Regions from separate parts of the Mus musculus genome. Here all the other regions are linked to region 1. Evidence: chromatin contacts called from public Hi-C and promoter capture Hi-C data. All regions are on one chromosome and are shown on one strand. The core of a region is the stretch at or near the end of the contact, and the rest is flanking DNA. Distances in the headings are between cores, read along the strand shown.

What was found. Promoter capture Hi-C pulls out the DNA fragments that hold promoters and counts their contacts. A called contact is a pair of places that touch in the nucleus more often than the background predicts.
Region 2: a contact with region 1 is called in a Hi-C map of B cells, with 5 read pairs. The contact joins the promoter of Tsr1 here to the promoter of Derl2 in region 1. A contact is called at or near these places in 2 of 39 promoter capture datasets (cranial neural crest and liver) and 1 of 484 Hi-C or Micro-C datasets (B cells).
Region 3: a promoter capture Hi-C map of pre-B cells shows a contact between it and region 1. The contact joins the promoter of Pafah1b1 here to the promoter of Derl2 in region 1. A contact is called at or near these places in 4 of 39 promoter capture datasets (cranial neural crest, frontonasal cranial neural crest, maxillary cranial neural crest and 1 more).

The regions. Positions count from the first base shown.
Region 1 is chr11:71,017,963-71,020,612 of GRCm38.p6, forward strand. Derl2 (Der1-like domain family, member 2) reads right to left here and starts at 1,341. Exons shown (of 7, transcript NM_033562.4): 1 at 1,182-1,341; 2 at 350-415. The coding sequence starts at 1,274. Mis12 (MIS12 kinetochore complex component) reads left to right here and starts at 1,649. Exons shown (of 3, transcript NM_025993.3): 1 at 1,649-2,227.
Region 2 is chr11:74,896,757-74,899,406 of GRCm38.p6, forward strand. Tsr1 (TSR1 20S rRNA accumulation) reads left to right here and starts at 1,324. Exons shown (of 15, transcript NM_177325.3): 1 at 1,324-1,459; 2 at 1,621-1,724; 3 at 2,426-2,645. The coding sequence starts at 1,363. Sgsm2 (small G protein signaling modulator 2) reads right to left here and starts at 313. Exons shown (of 23, transcript NM_197943.3): 1 at 69-313. The coding sequence starts at 125.
Region 3 is chr11:74,723,026-74,725,675 of GRCm38.p6, forward strand. It overlaps Pafah1b1 (platelet-activating factor acetylhydrolase, isoform 1b, subunit 1), which reads right to left and starts at 1,359. Exons shown (of 11, transcript NM_013625.4): 1 at 974-1,359.

The DNA.
Region 1 (2,650 bases), core at 91-2,590:
AGACACACTAAAAATTATGTTCTTAAGACAGTCTCTCTCTCTCTCTAGCTCAAGCTTATCCAGCACCTGCCATCCTCCTGCTTGCTCTGTCTGCACCTGGCTCCCCCCTGGCAACTCTAGTTTGGTATATAAGGAGTTCCCAAATACTTAGCAGCTCTCAAACCATTCTAGAGTCCAACCAGGCTGTGGAATGCCCTCTTTACATCTCAAAAAGACCTGTAATCAGAGATTCCCCTACTGGGTTATTTTTTTTGAGACTCTATTTCACAGGATTTACTACTTACTAAACGATACGAAAAAAAAAAAGATAATGAAAACATTAATCACAGTTGCTATATAGACCACTTACTTGAAAATGTTTAAAAATTAATTCAGGATTGAAGTATAACTGAAAAGGTGTGATCAATTCCAACTGCTGAAATGGAAAAAGAGCTTCTTGAAGCCGATCAACCGCAAAACAAAATTTCATCATGAACCACGAAGGATGAGTAGATCTAATCATTTCTGTCCCTTGGAATACATTTCTGTCTTGCTTGTGACAGCTGGTAAGAGATTCTTTAGAATTTGCACAACCGTTTTGTATAAACACACAATGTCAGTTTGATGTTGCAATATTTGAGGATGCTATAAGGCAGGCGGGTGAGCATATTTTAGAGACAAGCCAACAGCATCTTTTACAAATCTGTGCGTCACGTGGTCACCACCTCAGCTAGGTGAGACAACTCGGAATAAGGGGTTTAACTAAGACCCTGCTACCATTAGGGATAGGTACAAGCGGCCAGACACTTATATCCATAGGCCGTCTTTTGAAAGATGTTTCCAGATAGCTCGAGATTTCTATACTCAATATAATAGTCTGTGAACCTAGCGGACCTCACTCCCACTAGTCACCTGGACCTCTCAGACACATTTTTGGGTGGGCGGCTCCCGCACTTCTGATTCACTACAGGTCTGGATTTCATTTGTCTGAAACTGACCTGGCCCTTCACGAAGGGGCACACCCTTCTCAGGTCACTGGCTTGGCACCCTTGGGAATATCCCAAACCCTAGAGTCAGCTCCGGATGTCTCCACCCACCCCTGGGACCAGACCCACTGGGCTTCTCCGCGGCCCAAACCCGTTTTCTGAAGACGCAGTCATAGCTAGCCTGGAAAAAGAGGATGTGGCGCCACAGCTGCTCACCACGGCCGCGGTGGTGAGGACGCAGGCGGTAGTATAGGCGCGGCTGACCGGCGGGATCTGCAGGTACTCCAGCCGGAGGCTCTGGTACGCCATCTTTCCCACCGCGCCTGCCCCCCTTCCCCTTCCGCCAGTATGCCAGGCGGCGGGGCGGACTCAAAGCTGGCCTTCAGCCTACCCACTCCTGTCCAATCAGCGCTGCGTACTCGGACAGCCACCAATCGCTGGCGCCTTGGGGCCGCTCACCCACCAATCAAGAGTTGCGCCTCTGCGTCGGTCCATCCTTACTTCTCCGCCTACCAACGCAGAGAGAAGGACCAGTTCCGTCCGCCAATCCCTGCCGGCCACAGCTAGCTTTCCCTCCTTGTCGCCTTCCTTTTACCAATCGCAGTGGCTCCTTTTGACCCACGGCTAGCCAATCAGGAGTGCGATCCAGCCCGCCTTGGCGTTCGTTCGCAGAGGCAGGTCTCAGTCGATTCGGAGGAGCCGGTGTTACCGCCTTCTTCCAGCCGCTGAGTGTAGCTTGAAGGAAGTGGCGGGAAGCCGGTGTGGGGCGGAATCCATCACTCCCGGGATCGCTTCGGTAGGGGCTGTGTGCTCTCCGAGGAGGAGCGGAAAGGGCGGGACCGAGGAGTGGCGTCGGGGCGGCGGAGCGTTCTGTAGGGAATCCCTCCGGTCTGGCCGGCCTGGGTACGGAGACCTAGAGTTCCCGGCATGCATCGCGGCCGCGGGGTAGTACGGGAGCTGGAGCTGAAGGAAGCGCTTCCCGTTCTGCGGTTTCTGGGCCTTGTCTGTGGCGGTCGTAGGCTCTGAAGTCCATTACATTCGTCGAGACGGTGTGAGGACCTCTCATGTTTATCTTCAGCCGCAGGAACTCTAATCTAGCAGAGAAGAGACGGTAGATGAAGGGAAAGCGGAGGCGGTTCTTCAGGGATGTGTATTCGAACTGGCTCTGGAATCTGCGCCTACTGCATGCTTACTTGAAGGAAAGAAAATAGAATTAGATTGGGCTGGAGCAAAGACTATCCTGACCGTGGCAGACGTGTTCAGTAAGTTATAAAGAAGCTTTAAAAATTGTGGGACAAAAAAATGCGACCGTCAAGACTGGTAGGAACCAAGTAAAAAGTTGGAGAGAATGGCATTTAGAAGGAAGACTAGAAAGCTGAAAGTAGTTGAACCGACCTGTGGCTCCTAGCCACTCTGAAGGCTGAAGCCAGAGGATTTGTTCCATCCTGAAGTTCTAGGCCAGTGTGGACAACGTAGAATGGGAGCAAACACTGGGGAGTGGTCTTAGCAACTTGTTGGTAAAACTGCATCTTTATAGCTACTGCCTCATTATAGCATTGGCAGTGTCCAACAGAGAAAAGGCAACATTGGAACTTTTCTCAAAACTGGAAGTTTGGATGTAGGTATTTGGTTATGTAATCATGGCGCATCAATCCAGGAATGGTGAAAACTTGGAGGCAAAGTTA
Region 2 (2,650 bases), core at 74-2,573, 3.9 Mb after region 1:
CCACCTCTCTGCTCCCGAGCCAGCGCGGGAGGGGTGCGAGCCCCTTGAGACCTTGCCCCGGACCGTACCTCCTTCTTCACGTTCCACAGCAGCTTTTCTTTGACCGCGTCCTCTGCGCTGCCCATGGTGCGGCAGGTGGCGGGCAGGTGGCACCGAGTGGCCCCCCGAGCCCCCGGTGCGCCCTCACCGCCTCCGCGCCTCCCGACTCAGCGCCCCACACGCGAGGCGGAGTCCCCGCCCGCTGCGCTCCCCGCCTGCAGCCGCCGCAGCCACTGCCCGGTGCTCAGCTCCGCAGCCATCTTCCGAGCCCCGCAGACGTCAGGCAGCAGGCCCGGCCCCTTCCCACTGCCGGCAGGGAGGGGGTGTGTGCGCCGCAACTGGGGAGGTGGGGGGGGGGGTCAAGGGCGGGTGCGGACGCCTGGGGGCGTCGGGGCCGGGCGCGCGCCGCAGGGACGGTTGTCATGGCGACTGGCCGGCTCCCGCCCCGAGGGCGCGAACCCGCATTGTGAGCGCTGGGAAGTCAGCCGCTCCGGCCTGCGCCGCGCAGCGGGCGGACTTTGGGAATGTGCTTGTGTCTGGGCAAACCTCAACCACCGTGACCGCTCCCGACTTCTGGCCCCTGGGAGAGGAGCTATACGGAGCCAGGGTCTCGGCTCTGCGTCACTGTGGTTCGAACCTGGTCCTGTCACTCCTCCGGATCCTGTGGAGTGTTCATATATTACTTGCAGCTCAGTCGCAAAGCTTGCAGGAGGAAAGCAAGGACCCGACTGTGAGCTCCTAAGAACAGGTGCCCGAGCGCAAGGGGAAGTCTTCGCCCTCCTCCGGGTCGCCGACATCCGCTTTGGTTCATCTTGCAGATTTGTGGGAAGAGGGGGGCGCGAGTTGGAATAAGAGACATTCCAGAGCCGGTGACACGAGCCCCTTCTAAGTGCTTCGCGTTGGAAATTAGAGTAATAGAGGAAAGGAAAGGCCACTCAGGTACAAATGTCACCCCTTTGTACAGTTCACTGGGACCGCAGAGAGCGGCGTGCAATAGTCTACGTGAAAAGACTTTTATTTCTTCCCACGTGATGCAACTGAAGCGTGCAAAAATGGAAAGATGGGCGCAAAATTGACCTCCTAATCCAGAGCCGGAGCCGGGAGACTCCTGCCGGCATCCTCCATCTCTCAGCAGAGGACTGCAGCGTGGGAAAAGGCACCACGACGTCTCTGCGGACACTCAGGGCGCTGCGCTTGCAGGCTGGCGGCAAAAAACCTCGCGAGAGGTCGCGGAAGTGCTAAGCCTGAAGTCCGTCCCCAGGGCCGGAAACGCTCGGGTCCGCCCGGAAGTAGAGTTCACTTGGTGCACACGTGGACTGCAGAATGGCGGCTCACCGCTCCGGGCCGCTGAAGCAGCAGAATAAAGCTCATAAAGGCGGGCGGCATCACGGCGGTGGGTCCGCACAACGGGACAGCAAAGGTGAGTAGACAGGAGGGAGAGGGGCTGCTTAGCCGGTACCCGTGCCCACACCGAGACTAGACTTGGGACCCTTGCCCAAGGCTCTTAAGCGGCGCAGGAAGGTTCTTGTTGGTTGATTTGACTGAGAGGAGAAGAGCAGCCACTTCCGATCTGCCTTCCAGGCCGGGTAGGACCGAAAATCCTCTGCAAGAAGCTGAAGAGGCAGCTCAGCCGAATAGACCAGAGGCATCGCGCCAGCCAGCTCCGAAAGCAAAAGAGGGAGTCGGTGAGTAGAAGCGGGGGTGGGGAAGCTTATGGTTTGAGATTGGTAAAGTCTCAAACTAGAAAATGGGACACGGAAATGGGCCGAAAACGGAGGTAAACCCAGAGTACCTTCAGGCAGTGTTCATTTTAGAACGAGGCCCTGCCAAACTCCTTGACAGCACATCCATACACGTGGCTTTTTACGAGAGAATGCTTGGTCCTTCCTCATCTTTATTTATACGGGCTTGCTCTTTTGCAAATCATGATTATTTTAAACAAAGGGTCTCACTGTGTAGCCCAGGCTGGCCTAGAACTCAGATCCTCCTACCTCTGCCTTCTGAGTGTTAAGTTAAAAGGCTTGGGCCACCACACCTGGCTCCTCTGATGTTTTCTTTTTTCTTTTCTTTTTTTTTTTTTTTGGGGGGGGGTGGTGGTGTTTCCGAGACAGGGTTTCTCTGTGTAGCCCTGGCTGTCCCGGAACTCACTCTGTAGACCAGGCTGGCCTCAAACTCAGAAATGAGTGCTGGGATTAAAGGCGTGCGCCAGCTCCGCCCGGCCTGCTCTGATCTTTTCTAATGTTTTACGTTACATAAAATTACCTTGGTACTTTTACAAAGCAACAGAAAGGGGAGTAGTTCTGCCCTGGGGTTACAGCACCTGTATATTTGAAGATAGAATAGTGAAGCAAATGATTGAGGTATTCTTGGATCTTTGTGTTGCTAGGTTCTGGCCGAGAAGAGGCAGCTGGGCAGCAAGGATGGTCCTCCACATCAGGTGCTGGTGGTGCCTCTGCACAGCAGGATTTCCCTTCCAGAGGCATTTAAACTGCTTCAGAATGAAGACTTGGGAACGGTGTATTTGAGTGAACGGGGAAGCACCCAGAGTTTTATGCTTCTGTGCCCTAGCTTGAAACATCGATGGTTTTTCACATATGCAAGACCAGGTTAG
Region 3 (2,650 bases), core at 109-2,608, 3.7 Mb after region 1:
CCTCAACAGAAAATTTCCTGCGCTCCTCCCAAGGAGTTTCTTGCTAAGTCACTGGAAAAAGCAGGCAGGATAACAAATAAAGCCAGGCACCTTGCTTTCTCCTATCTCAAGACTGAAATTCTTTCCTCTTGGGAGACGAAATCAGCCCACCGTCTCAAAAAAACATTTTCTCACCTGGGAGGCTAGAGAGGGTAAATAGTCACAGCGTTTCCTAATGGAGTGGAGAGATGGGATGAAGGGAATGATCGAGAACCTGGGAGCTCAGTGTTAGCAACGTCAAAAGACAACTCCCGTGCGAGGAGTCAGTAGCAAAAAGGAAAATCCTGCCCGATTCGGTGGGTGGATGCTGCAGATCTTTACTGAATGCAGAGGCTGGACCACCACCGCACCGGGGGGCCGAGGGCCTGAGCGGCGGGCCATCCTCCCCGGGTCCACCCTCAACCTAAGGACAAGCGGAGAACCCGACGCCTGGAAGGCCTGGTAGCTGCTGGAGCCCCGGCGGCGAGTCGCCAGCCAAGGAGGGGTGGGGACTGCGGGTTCGCTTCCGCGGCCCAGGAGGGCTGAGCCCTTTCCCCAAGATCAGAGAGCGACCTGCTATCCACGCCCTTCCCACCCAAGAATACTTTTCTTGCTAAGTCACGGCGGCAGGAGGGCGATGCCGCCCGAGAGGCCACGGCTTGAACCCTCAGCAGCCTGAGTAGCCCACTGCCAGGGTCGGAGGAACCGGAGCCAGGGCAGCGCCCTCCCAGGCCAGGGCCCCCTCCTCGGTGCCTCTCACTCAACGGCCGTCGCGGCCGCCATTTTGAGAGCGAGGAGAGGAGAAGAAGAAGGAGGAGGCAGCGGCGGCAGGGGGAGGGGAGAATGGGAGGGAGGGGACCGGCGCAGCCACATCGTCAGGCCGCCGGCCCGGCCCGCAGCCACCCGAGCGCGATGGAAGAGACAGAGGGGAGGGCGCAGAGCGTCGCCGCCTTACCGGAGCGCTGCACCACCGCCTCCGCAGGGCCTCTTCCGTCCTTCACTCCCATCCACCAGCGGGGGAGGGGGAGGGAGAGGGAAGGGAGGAAGGAGGGAGGGAGGGAGGGAGGGGGAGGATGGCGCGCTGGGCCCGGTCCCGGGGAGGGGGAGGGGAGGGCCGCGGGCGGGCTCCTCGGCCGTTCCGGGGCTCGAGCCCTAGCCCAGCGTTCGCTCGTCCTCTCGCTCGCGCCTGAGCGCTCCCCTCCGGGTCCTCCTCGCTCCCTGGACTCTCGGCTCGCTGCTCCTTCGCTCCCTCACTCGCTATCTCGGCCGCCGGACTCCGCCGCCGCCCCGCCGCTCCAGCTCCGTCTGTCACAGGAGCTGCCCCAACGCCCTGACGTCACCGCGCCGCCGCCGCCCCAGACCCGCCAGGAAGAGGGAGGGGAGCGGAGGGCCCGCGGCGCATGCGCGGGCCGGGCCTGGGCCTGGGCCTGGGCCTGGGCCGCGCGCCCTTCCGCAGGGTGAGCTGGCGGCTGTACCCGAGCCGACCGGCGAGCTTGCGTCCCGTCCGCGGCTTTTCTCGCTTCTGCCCCCTGATCCCTTGGGAAGCTTCCCTTTTGCTCTAAACTGCCTGACGGCTGGCGTCCATCACGACTCTTGCTCTGCCTCAGCGGTCACTGCGCTGTCCCGGCGGACCGCGGGTACCCGGTGCACTGGCATTTCGGCCCCTGCTGGCTAGAGCAGGAGCCAAGCCAGGATGCTTCCTTTCTGCCTTAGCCTGTGGGATTATTCCCCATCCCCCACCTACCCACCCACCCAAAAGGACCAAAGTAAATTGGTGGGCTTGGGCAGAAGAGCTGTTGAGGTTAAAAGGCAGATGGATTGCCTTGTGTTCCTTTCTGGTACAGATTTTTAATCGGAAGGAATCGCCTGTAGATGTGATTCAGCTATTCTTTTCCTTAGTCACATGTATTCATCAGAGATTCTGGAAACTGAAATCCACAGAAAGACCTGGAACTTTATTCTCTACAAGACATGTCTGTGTTTTATTATATTATGAATTGTATATTGATGACAAATCTGGGGGGATTTGATGTCAATTTATTCCACAAAGAGACACTTGATTTTTGAAAGGGAAGGTTTGGGGCTCTGAATTATTCAATATAGGATATTTAAGTATTGAATGAGATTACTTCATTATCCACTTGTGTTTTCCAGCACTGAGGCTTAACTGATTCTATTGCGTCCCTCGATGAAGGTAAATACTGTAAAAATCACTTGGGAAGCTGCAGAGTTAATGTCTCCAGTATGAATCCTGGTGTCACCACTGGGAATGTGACCTTGACTAAATTATCATATCTCTTTTTGGCCTCAGTATCAGTATAAAATAAACCCAGTAGCCAAACAAAGTGGCACATGGCACGTAGCCCAAGCTACTCAGGAGGCAGGAGACCAGCAAGAGCCCAGAAGTTCTCTGCAAGCCTCAGGAGCATCCTTTTTATAAAAAACAAAAAACAATGATGATAGTAATAAACAAGCTAGGGTGACTCACATCTGTAATGCTAACACTGAGGAGACGGAGGCAGGAGACTTGCCACGAGTTTGAAGCCAGCATGGTGTATATAGTAAGACCCTATCTTAAAATAATGATTTAAAGCTGGACATGGTGTTTTAATATCAGCACTTTGGAGGCAGA